Regions from separate parts of the Mus musculus genome. Here regions 1, 2 and 3 are each linked to region 4. A link is a contact called in public promoter capture Hi-C data. All regions are on one chromosome and are shown on one strand. The core of a region is the stretch at or near the end of the contact, and the rest is flanking DNA. Distances in the headings are between cores, read along the strand shown.

The links. Promoter capture Hi-C pulls out the DNA fragments that hold promoters and counts their contacts.
Region 1: a contact with region 4 is called in a promoter capture Hi-C map of pre-B cells. The contact joins the promoter of Gnl1 here to the promoter of Rab11b in region 4. A contact is called at or near these places in 2 of 39 promoter capture datasets (cranial neural crest and pre-B cells).
Region 2: a contact with region 4 is called in a promoter capture Hi-C map of liver, with 2.8 times the contacts expected there. The contact joins the promoter of Tubb5 here to the promoter of Rab11b in region 4. A contact is called at or near these places in 2 of 39 promoter capture datasets (cranial neural crest and liver) and 1 of 9 other capture datasets (adipose tissue).
Region 3: a contact with region 4 is called in a promoter capture Hi-C map of the C10 cell line, with 4 times the contacts expected there. The contact joins the promoter of Pknox1 here to the promoter of Rab11b in region 4. A contact is called at or near these places in 2 of 39 promoter capture datasets (the C10 cell line and hippocampal neurons).

Annotation. Positions count from the first base shown.
Region 1 is chr17:35,978,330-35,981,225 of GRCm38.p6, forward strand. It overlaps Gnl1 (guanine nucleotide binding protein-like 1), which reads left to right and starts at 1,626. Exons shown (of 12, transcript NM_008136.2): 1 at 1,626-1,918; 2 at 2,288-2,453; 3 at 2,733-2,869. The coding sequence starts at 1,846. It overlaps Prr3 (proline-rich polypeptide 3), which reads right to left and starts at 966. Exons shown (of 4, transcript NM_145487.4): 1 at 798-966; 2 at 52-114. The coding sequence starts at 909.
Region 2 is chr17:35,836,873-35,839,572 of GRCm38.p6, forward strand. Tubb5 (tubulin, beta 5 class I) reads right to left here and starts at 1,429. Exons shown (of 4, transcript NM_011655.5): 1 at 1,125-1,429. The coding sequence starts at 1,181.
Region 3 is chr17:31,563,153-31,566,095 of GRCm38.p6, forward strand. Pknox1 (Pbx/knotted 1 homeobox) reads left to right here and starts at 1,621. Exons shown (of 11, transcript NM_016670.3): 1 at 1,621-1,736.
Region 4 is chr17:33,759,008-33,761,973 of GRCm38.p6, forward strand. Rab11b (RAB11B, member RAS oncogene family) reads right to left here and starts at 1,479. Exons shown (of 5, transcript NM_008997.3): 1 at 1,216-1,479. The coding sequence starts at 1,255. It overlaps Gm17251 (a long non-coding RNA gene), which reads left to right and starts at 851. Exons shown (of 2, transcript XR_003952408.1): 1 at 851-1,580; 2 at 2,535-2,860.

The sequences.
Region 1 (2,896 bases), core at 376-2,875, 2.2 Mb after region 4:
CATCCCTTCTCCAGGGCTTAAAACATGAATCAGGGCCCAATTTCTCCTCACCTGACTTGGGATCACCAGGCTTCCCGTTAGCCATGGGGGGAGGGCCCAGAAGGCTGGGTGGTCCTAAGAGCAGACGTGAGAAAACAGCCATCAGAACGGTGCAAAGGACTGATCACCTCGTCCTTACGTGGTCTTATAACACTCAGTTTTTAACCAGGTAAGTCATATATCCACTCAGCAGTGCCGCAAACTCTCACCCCGTCCATCTGCCCGTCCCTCTGCAGAGTTGTTTGAGAGTCCATCAGAGGGTAACAGAGGTCTCTAACAGCTCTTTCCTCACAGTGCTGCATCCACAACATGCCAGTGATTCCACGTACCCCAATCCCTCACCTTAACTGTTGGCCCATCATAGTTTTTTTCTCCTCTCCTTCCCTCGGGGGAGTAGTTCACAGAAGGTTGACCTAACCAGTGGAAGTGTGGTCACAAATTGTCTTCCCGATCATCACAATCTGTAACATCGCTGCCACCCCTCTCCCCCCGCCATTCTGCGGTTGCGCAAGCCAGATGTTTAGCCGAGCCGCCACCTCCCCTGCCTTCTCCAGAAAGGATTAGGAGCCAGATTGAGGTTGAGGGTTCAAGCAAGCGAAGCCCTCAATCCAGGTTCCACCAGCATCCCTCCCCCACCACGTCCCACCCCACCTCCACGCGTGCGCCCTTCCTCCTTCCGTTGGCACCTCCTCCCCCGCATTTCATTCTATCCTAGCCCCCTGGCCGGCTGACAGGCGTGTGCACGCCCTGCCCCTCACCCATGGGGCGCTCATCCTCCTCATCTCCAGGCTCGTCCCGCTCAGACAGTGCGAGATGTTGCTGCTGCTGCGGCAGCGGCGGCGGCTGGTCCTGCTTCTTTCGTTTCGGCATAGCGGCTGCGGCAATGGCTGCAGCAAGATTTGGAGGGCAGTGAGGAAGGGGCACACTAGCTTTCCTTCCGCTTCCGGGTGGGCGATGGGCCGGGTGACCGAGGCGCCCACCATGCCACTTCCGGGAGGTCGTGGATGTGCCGCGGCCGTTCGCTCCTACAAGGTGCCTCGCTCACCCCGCCGCGCGCGTGGGGAAGCTTTGCTCCCCCTTGTGCAGTTCCTCTCCACGTGGGAAAGCACCACCCCATTCCAGTGAGACACCGGACAGGCTTCGGGACTCTGGCGGCACGCGAGAGGCCTGTCGCATCCTAAGGTCGCCACATCCGGGCCCCAGTTACCATGGCAACAACTACAGCCACAACTCCGTGCTCTCTGACCTCTCTCCAAAAGTCCTTGTCCCGCTCGCTTTTCCTCCTCACCCGCGCTCGCACGTGTGGCCAGTGAACCTGCCTCTTCCGCAATCTCCTTACCGAGTCCTGTTGCCGCAGGCCAGTCCACGGGGCAGCCAGTCCACCGGGCAGCCAGCGCAGTCCCGGCTCTCCCGCCAGGGGCCATCCTCTCCAGGCGGCCGCGCGGTGGGGCGTGTCCTCGCCCCGTCGCCCGGCCCCCGCCAGGTGAGTGGCAGCTCCCGGGAGCGCCGGGCGGCGGTGACACGCGTCCCCCCTCCCGCGACTGCCACTTGGTAGCGCCCGTGACGGAGTCGGCTCGGGCCTCCCACGCGCGTCTCCCGCTCGCCGCACCGTGCATCCCGGACCCGCGGACTCTCACGTGCCGCCGCTTGCATCCCCGCCGCCCCGCTCCCCGCTCCCCGCCGCTCGCTGCTGACGTCACCGCGGCCCCGCCTCCCCAGGGCCCCGGGCCGCCGGCGGGGGCTGCCCCGGGGAGTCAGTTGCGGCGGCGGGGAGCTCGGCGGAGGGCGGGCCGGGGCTCCGGGGCCATGCCGAGGAAGAAGCCCTTCAGCGTGAAGCAGAAGAAGAAGCAGCTGCAGGACAAGCGGGAGCGGAAGCGAGGTCAGGGAGGGGGCGGGGCCGCTGCGCAGCTCTGGAGGAGGGCTGTGCCGCGGCACCGCGGGCGGGGGGTGGGTGGGTGGGCTCTCGCGATCCCGCGTGGGCTGCCACGGTGGGGGTTTCCCGCAGCGGCGGGACGGGGAGGGGTGGAGGGTGGGGGATGGGAAACTCTGCTTCTGCTTCTGCTGCTGCTGCCACAGGGCGCTGTGACGACCTCCAGGCCCATCCGGGACGGGGTTGGGGCGCGCGGTTGGGAAGATGGAGCCTCTGGAGAAGTTGGGTCGGCTGAAGAAGAGCTTGTCCTACCGGCTCGGGGGGCTTTAGGTCCCCTAAGAACCGGTCTACACCGGCGTCACCGGCCCCTCCCCTCAGGGCTCCAAGATGGGCTGCGCTCCAGTTCCAACAGCCGCAGCGGTAGCCGGGAGCGGCGGGAGGAGCAGACGGACACGTCGGATGGGGAATCCGTGACCCATCATATCCGCAGGCTCAACCAGCAACCTTCCCAGGGCCTGGGGCCCAGAGGCTACGACCCCAACCGGTAAGCCAAGGAGAAGGGCGCTGGCCGCAGTTTCCCCGCCCTCACCCTTAGGAAAAGCTTCCGATGAAGGATTGAAAGTGGAACTAGTGAGGCTGGAAGCCAAGGAAGGTGGTTCTCCCTGGATGGGCCACAATCTTTCTTGCCTTCCAATGGGGACTGTCAAGAGTTTGTTTAGAGGAGACTTGAACAACCAGGAGAGGAACCTTTGCAGTTTTGTGGTCAGAAGAGGAGATTGTTTGTCACAGGACTCCACTAGATGTGTGGTCCCTTTCCCCTTAGATACCGGCTGCATTTTGAACGGGACAGCCGGGAGGAGGTGGAGAGGAGAAAGAGAGCGGCCAGAGAGCAAGTGTTGCAGCCGGTCAGTGCTGAAGTGTTAGAGTTGGATATCCGGGAAGTGTATCAGCCTGGCTCAGGTGAGTGGGGGCTACTTGTGTATGCCA
Region 2 (2,700 bases), core at 179-2,678, 2.1 Mb after region 4:
CCATGGAGGAACCTACGCGATGGAAGGCTAAAACCTTTCGGCATAGGACCGGTGATGGGTGGGTCAGGCGCTATAAACCTCTATGTGGGCGGATTGGAGCCCACCTATTTGGCTTTGCACCCAGGTTGGCTCCTGAAGCCAGGAACCGCCCTTCCAGGCCAGCACAAAAGAGTTGGGGGAGAAAGGTGCGGCCACTGCAGTCGCCCACCCCTTACGTGCTCCACGTGACTGCGGTGGCGGGCCGCTCCTCCAGCAAACCACAAAGGCGGGAGCAGCGCGGGCGGGGCCTAGCTCGAGGGGCGGGGCCAGTGCGCCCCCGCGGGTAGGGGCCGCATTGTCCCTGCGCGCCAGGGGCTCCAACCCCGCCCCCAAAGGGTCCCACCCTTCGGCTACAATTTAGCGGCCGCACTTCCTCCCTCCCCTCCCCCGCTACATTGTTAATTGCTAGCAAAAAAGGGGGAAAAATCTTTAAAAAGCCCCATTGCCTATCTTTATTCCCTTCCTTCCCTCTCCTTAGTCTCCCAGACAGTCTCACATATTTGAAAAGCTCACTTTCATACCGCTCACACCCTAAAGGGCAATGAAAAGTAAAAGTAGGCCCCTATACAGAGTCATTACCTAAAAAAAGCATTGGGATGGCGGGTTCGATGGAGTGTCCAAGCCTTTGTTGAGAGGTAATGCGCACCGGGCACCTCTGCAGCTGCCCGCCAAACCTCGCCCCTTCCCCCCTCCATTCTGTTCCAGTAGAGCCCTCCAGGCTGGGTGGGGGTGGCGCAAGGGGAAAACCTCGCCTCGGCTTTGTCTCGGATCGTTTCCGCATCCCTCCAGTCCTCGAACCGTTAGAAAACCCCTTTTAAGACCAGCTCTTCACAGTCCCTCAGCCTCTCCTTTTCCCTAAACTCGAAAGGCTCTTTTATTAGCTTTCCGAAAATGTGCCAAGAAAAACATTTCCTCATTTTTCAATATCAGAACGCTAGCTACAAATATGGGTTATATTTATACGTGAAAAACTTTGAGGGGCCAAATCTGACGGGTGGAGAATGCAAGAACTCCGTGAACAATGCTCACAATTAACACAGAATTCTCATCTTTACATATTTCAGCTAAAATTTTAAAGTCCTTACCTTAGCACCGATCTGGTTGCCACACTGTCCGGCCTGGATGTGCACGATTTCCCTCATGGCTACGGTTTACTGAAATAATTGTTTTTGATGGTTCCAATGTAGGTACCGAACAAGAAAGAAAATTAAGGTTTTTGGGGTTTTTTTCTTCTGGGCCGGTCTCAGACTGAAAGGATGGACCGGAGCCCGGGAGGCTGCAGCAGCGAGATGCAAGCACGACCGCAGGAAGGTTCTAAGAGGCAGAAGAGGCCGGCGAGCGCAGGAGGGAAGGCGCGCAGGGCGGGGCTCGCGTTCGCGCGGCCGGGGGCGGGAGATAGGCGGGCGCCCCGGGTCTTAGACAAAGCCTACCCAACCAGTCGCTGATTAGACCAACCGATCACGTGCCAGGCGGCCATTGGTTTCTGAGCCAGTGGCGAGCGCAGTCTTTTTTGGGAGTTGTAGTTCTCTATTGTTGTCCACGCTGCAAAAAGAAGTTAGGAATGGGTGGGTACTGTATGAGGAATTGGGGTTATCTTGTGTGTGTGTGATTTTATTTTTTCATGAAAAATGTCCTCACACGAGATTCCTATTTTCTATTCTGAGAGAGGATTTTGTACTAAAAGAGGTTTGGAGAAATGTAGTAATTAGGAGATCTGAGGTGCCAGAGTTGGAAGGTGTGTTGGACACGCCCTGCCAGCTGCCCACCGCAGTAGGTCTAGAAAAGCCAGACTGCATAGCTCAGCGGAAAATCCTGAGAACTATGTTGTCCTTCCCTGATACACAGTATCTAGTTCTTTGTGATCCCAAGACAGGAATTTCAGTAAGGCACAGCTCCCTCGCATCCCTCCAGAAGAAAGAATTACCCTTCTGTTTCCAAGGGAGTTGTCTCAAGGATTTTCAAAAGAGAAACAAAATTGCAAAGATCGTGGTGAAAACTGCATGGAGCTGATGTCCCAAAAGAATGAAGGTGTACTGGCTGGTTTTATGTGTCAACTTGACACAGACTGGAGTTATCACCGAGAAAGGAGCTTCAGTTGGGGAAATGCCTCCATGAGATCCAACTGTAAGGCATTTTCTCAATTAGTGATCAAGGGGGAAGGGCCCATTGTGGGTGGGGCCATCTCTGGGCTGGTAGTCTTGGTTCTATAAGAGAGCAAGCTGAGCAAACCAGTAAAGAACATCCCTCCATGGCCTCTGCATCAGCTCCTGCTTTCTGACCTGCTTGAGTTCCAGTCCTGACTTCATTCAGTGATGAATAGCAATGTGGAAGTGTGAGCTGAATAAACCCTTTCCTCCCCAACTTGCTTCTTGGTTGTGCAGGAATGGAAATCCTGCCTAAGACAGAAGGTGTATGTAAAATCTGCGTGGGATTTGGGCCTTTCAGACGACGCTGAAGACATTCTGGTCATCCTGTCAGGACAGGCTGTAGGGTGGACAGACTAAGAGAATGTCAGTCTTTAGACAGTGCCTCCCTCTCTCAGACACTTGCTTGAAGCAAGGGGATTTGTTTGTTTTTCCAGTTAAATGATTTTATTCATTAGGTGAGTCTGTGGCAATGTGCTGGAACTGAGCAGGAAGAAGGGAGTTGATTGAATGGGCT
Region 3 (2,943 bases), core at 371-2,870, 2.2 Mb before region 4:
TTTTTTTTGTTTTGTTTTGTTTTTTGTTTTTTCGAGACAGGGTTTCTCTGTATAGCCCTGGCTGTCCTGGAGATCACTTTGTAGACCAGGCTGACCTCGAACTCAGAAATCTGCCTGCCTCTGCCTCCCGAGTGCTGGGATTAAAGGCGTGCGCCACCACGCCCGGCTAATCCCTGCAATGCTTAATAACTTTGTTCTTTGAGGCAAGGTCCCTATGTATTCCATATTGGCTAGGACCTCAAAAGGTAGATAAGAATGAATTTGACCTTCTGATCTTTGTGCTTCGACTACCCAAGTGCTGAGATAACAGGCATATGTCACCATATTAAACCTGGTAAGGTTTAATGTGTGTTGGGGATCCCACCTAGGGTTTTGTGTATGCTAGGTAAGCACTCTTATCAGCTGAGCCATATCTTCAGCTCCCAAACCCAGTTTTTCAAATTTTAATATTGTTGTTGCTATTGTATGTGGACAAATGTGTGTGCATACCACACATGTGTTGGTAGTTGGTTTTCTCCTTCCACGTGGGTTCTGTGGTGAACCGAACTGTAGCTACAAAGAGAGTGATGCCTTGGGGTGTCTGTGGAGCCTTGAGGACACAGGAGGGTGTCCTACCAAACACATGCTGCGGCTTCCTCAGGCCCCTTCCAGCCAACAGTCCTGGGGTACAAGGCTCCTCCTGAGGAGTGTGGGGTCATCAGAACCGCTTTAATCTGTGTACGGATGAGAAGCACCGATCACACACTCAGGCGGCCACTGCATAAAACTGTTGCCTAGACAAGCCAGGCAAATTGAGGGCCTCTTTCGCTCTGTCTTTTACTTCGATCAGTGAAGCCACGGGGCCCGGGGTACGCTGCTGCAGATGATCTGGTTAGGCAGAGCTTCAACTAGAGACAACACTGTCCAGTCCTCCTAAGGAAAGGTCTCTTTCTTTCTTTTTCTTTCTTTTTTTTTTTTTTTTTTTTTTTTTTTTTTTTGGCCTGGAGTCCTAACGGACCAGATGTCAGACCGCAGTCACTTCACGGTCAGTCAGGAGACTGCATCCATGGTTAGATCCCAGGGCAAACATCTCAAGCGCTCAGTCCTTCGGTCTTTAAAGATGAACGCCTACCTCCTCGCGCCTACCCCAGCTCCAGAACCTTGATTGCGAGGCGCCGCTCAGAACGAAGGGCTAGAGCCGGGAGGCCCAGAATCGCGAAGGTCCTCTGATGGTACAGCCCGTACTCCCCGCCTGAGCTGCAGATGGTTCCACCCAGTTCCACAAACCTTTATCCGAAGGGAGGGAGCAGACGAGTGCGCAGAGGAGGCGTGGTCTATAGCTCTCTGGGCCACGCCCCACGGCGTGGTCATGAAACATAAGCTCTGCCTCTGGGGCGGGGCAGGCTGCTACTGGCGCCCGGGCTGGGCCGCTGGGTGGGGCCTGGCTGAGTGCGCGCAGCGGGGCGGGACCGGCCTCTGCCCCGCCCCGCTTGGGCCCTCCCCCGCCCCCTGCCTCGCCCCCGCCCCACCCGCCCCGCCCCCCGCCCGCCGTCGCGCTGGGCGGGGGCGGGGCCCGGGGTCGGCAGGCCCCGCCCCCGCGGTGAATATTGATGCGGCGCGCATCGGCGTCGCCCTCCTCCCATTGAGCGAGGCTGTGTCGCGTGGCCCGGCGTCGGCGTGACGGTTGGACGCGGGCGCGGCACTGCGGGTCCCGATTGCTGCAGCCGCTTGTCAGTGTGATGAAGATTGGCACCCAGGTAAGCTGTCACTCAACCGCTCCGCCGCCGCCGCCGCCGCCGCTCTCGCTGCCGCCGTCCCTATCAATCACACCGGCCGAGGCCGCCGCTGCCGCCGCCTCCGCCGCTGCCTCTTCCGCCGCGGGCCAGGCGGGCGGTCGGGCGGGCGGTGCCCCGGGCCGCACTTGACCCGCGCCCGGGGCGGGGGCGGGGGCGGGGGGAGGGGTGCGCCGATGGGGGGAGGGGGCGCTGAGGCCGCGGCGCGGGGGCGCGCCCGGCTTGTTTTCCTGTGTGGGTTCAGGGGCGCGGAAATTTCTCGAAGGCGGCAGGGCCTCCGCGCTGGGCCCGCTCGAAGCGCGCGCCTAACCGTCGCTCACGGAGTGCAGCTCGCGGCTGCGGGGGCGCGCGGGCCGGCGGGGGCGCGCGGCGGCGGGCTGAGGGCCGAGGGCCGAGGCCCGGGGGCGGCGCGGCAGGAAGATGGCGGCGGGGTCGGCAGCCCAGAGGGGCGGCCGGAGCCGGTGTGGGGCTTCCCGGGGGAGTCCGCGGATGGTGACAGCGTGTCGCGCGTGTCCACGGCCCGTCGGGGAGAGCTTCTCGAGGAGCGCTTGGTCCGCTGTGCCTGCTCCGTGTGTATCTGAGAAGGGAAGCGGTGCGGCTAGGAGCACCGAGCCCGGCGACGTCGCGGCTCCAGGCTCCGGAGGCCGTAGCCTGCGCGGTCGGTCCCACCGCGCCAGCCGGGAGCGCGCGGGCCACGGGGGCCAAGATTGAGCACACATCAGGGATTCTGGATAGTTGAGACGTGGGTGTCGGCTCGACAGGGAAGCCTCTTCCAGAAGTGACTTGTTTTTGTTTTATTTTATTTTTTTTAAAGATGTGGGTGATTTCCACTAAAGGATGGAAGAACACGCCTCTAAGCAGGCCTCCTGTCATAGCACTAGAAAAATGAGCTTTCCCTAAACACTCCAGGGAAGGATTTGACTGAGGCGGGAACGCGTTGCTAGCACGCTTTTTGTTGCTCATTCGGTGTCCAGGTGAGGCAGGCAAGAGTCCCTAAACCCTCCCAGCCTGTGCGGGCCATCCCGTTGGCAATAGCGCGCTGAGTCTTAGATCCACCATTGTGTGAGGTACCGTTGAAGCTTAAGGTTCTTCCTGGAGAACTTTGGCCACCAGGGCACCAGGAGTTGATGCTCCTTAAGAGAGACCCCTGTGCTTTAGGATAGAACAAGGA
Region 4 (2,966 bases), core at 229-2,728:
TACTGCTGTTCATCACCCAAGGAAGTCAGGACTGGAACTCAAGCAGGTCAGAAAGCAGGAGCTGGTGCAGAGGCCATGGAGGGATGTTCTTTACTGGCTTGCTTTCCCCTGGCTTGCTCAGCCTGCTCTCTGATAAAACCCAAGGCTGCCAGCCCAGAGATGGTCCTACTTACAAGGGGCCTTTCCTCCTTGATCACTAATTGAGAAAATGTCTTACGGTTGGATCTTATGGAGGCATTTCCTCAACTGAAGCTCCTTTCTCTGTGGTAACTCCAGCTGTGTCAAGTTGACACAAAACTAGCCAGTACATCCTCCTACCTCCAACTCTGAGTACTGGGATTGCAGGTGTGCACCACTACTGGCCTGTTTCCTGGATAATATGGGCTGTATAAACTAATAAGGAGGAGTAAAAGGGACCATTATTAAAAAGTTTCAGAATAGTACAGGTACTGCATTTAACGTTGTCCATGTGTGGTTTTTCTTTTTTTCCTTTGAGAAAGGGTTCCAGTAATCCAGCCTGGCCTCTGCACTTTTGATCTTCCTACCTCTGCCTCCCAAGTGTTGCGACTACAGGCCTGCACCATCACCAAGGCGGTGTTAGTGATAAAATCCAGGGCTTTGAGCATGCTGCTGCTAGGAATGCTACCAACTGAATCACTTCTCCATGAATATCAAGAGTTTGAACTAGTCGACAGACAGGCCCCAATCTACCCAATTCCAAAGCACCATAATATAGGGTTCCTGCACATGATCCAGGCTCCACTCCAAGGTAGGCCCCGGGTGTGTCAGTCAGTCCTAGAAGGCTCACACCAATCAGGCTTTGTGGGCACGCCCACAACCTTCTCCTTCGCCTTAACACCAGCTACAATCCTGCTTTCAACGCAGTCCGCCCGCCAAACCCAGGAAAGCCCCGCCCCTCGGGACGCCCCGCCCCAACGGCCTCTCCTACCACCTCGGGCCCCACCCCCCCAAGGCCCCGGCCCCGCCCCGGCGCATCCGGGGTCCGTAGGCCTCGCCGAGCCTCCCTTTCCTCACCACTGCGTACTAGGGCCCGAAGCCTAGCGAACTCCACTTGCCCCGGCTTCCTCCGACTCCCAGCCCGGATAGGCCCCGTTGAAGTCCGGGCCTCCACCCTGAGCTCTCTGTTCCTGTAGCACGGCTTCGGCCCTCCAGTCGCTACCGCCACCTCGCCTGTCTGTACCCCACAAGGCGCACCTTTGAATAGGTAATCGTACTCGTCGTCCCGGGTCCCCATTGTCCTGGCGCTTCCGGCGGGATCGGCGACTCCGCAGCCCCACCACAAACACCCGTCGGGGGCGGAACCGGCGCCGCGTAGAGCGGCGGTCTAAAGGCCAGTCAACGGTGAAAGCGGTAGTGACAGGCACCTGGACAAGCCAATCAGGCTGAGAAACCGAGCTCGGGGGGTAGGAGCCTCCTGGGATCCACCCTTCTAGCCCTCGGTCTCCCGGAGAAAGGCGGAAGGAATGCGGACCTTTTTGAAATGACAGATTCAGCAGCCTATCAAAAGCAGATGGGGGAAGGCGGGACGGAACACTTGAACAATGAAGTGGATTGACAGAGTGCGTAACCAATGAGAGACTGAACTCAGACTGGGCCTTCCAGCGAACCTGTAGGGGAAGGGAAATTGAGCTACCTCTAGGTGACGTTACGGACTTTAACGTCCTGATGACATCATAGATCAGTGGGTCTCCTCCGACCTCTTATTCTAGCCCCATAAATGACCATTTCCGGGCGTATGTTCGTTGATTGGGGGTGCCTTCTCTGGGTTGCAGTTCCCCAGTTCTTTGTTTAAATACAAAGCTTATGTCAGTACCTCCAAAACAAATGGGGATCCTAGGCTTTTTTATTTGTTCCTCTTCTCAAAAAGTTCTCTTGTTTTCTGCTTTCACCATTACTCATATTTTTTCTTTTCTTTTTTTAAGACAGGTTTTTCACTATGAAACCCTAGCTAGACTGGAATTGGTGATATGGATCAGACTATACCTGTCTGATTTTCTTTTTTCTTTATTGTTTTTTTTTTTTTTTTTTTTTTTTTTTTTTGTGACAGGGTCGCACCATGTAGCCCTGGCCATCTGGAACTTGCCCTGTATAGACCAGGCTGGCCTTGAACACAGAGAGCTGCCTGTCTCTGCCTCCCAAGTGCTGGGATTAGAGGCATTGGCCACCACCACCCAGCTTGATTTTGTTTGTTTGCTTGTTTGTTTGTTTGTTTGTTTGTTTGTTGAGACGAGGCCTCAAGTTACCCTGACTAGCTTCATATTGAAGAGGGAGTAGAGATAGAGAAAGGGAGAGAGAGTGGCAAGGAGGGGGGTGGAGAGAGAAGAGGAGAGGCCGGCCAGGGAGAAGGGGCAGAGTGTAGGATAAGAGAGGAGGGGGGCAAACAGCCCCTTTTCTAGTGAGTTAGTCATACCTAGCTATTGCCAGGTAACTGGGAGCCTAGAAGGAATGATAACAATACATATTTACTTTGAACTAACTTCTTTTTTTCTTGTTCTGTTTTATTTGGAGCACAGGGTCTCCCTGCCTAGAACCTGATATTTAACACTGAGAGATCCACCTGGCTCTGCGCCGCTAAACACGCCACCTCGTGCTAGCCAACTTTGAACTTATGATTCTCTTGTACACTGGTAACTTGGAAGTTACCTCTCGGGGGCTGGAGAGATGGCTCAGTGGTTAAGAGACTGACTGCTCTTCCAGAGGTCCTGAGTTCAATTCCAAGCACATGGTGGCTCACAACCATCTGTAATGGGATCTGATGCCCTCTTCTGGTTTGTCTGAAGACAGATACAGTGTACTCGTCACATATATAAAATAAATAAATAAAATCTTTTTTTAAAAATTTACCTCTCTGATTTCATTTTCTTTCTCTGCTTGTGTATTCCTGAGATTATGTGGCTCATTTGGGCCATGAAGTCTTTGTTTAACAGATATTAAGAGATTGGGAG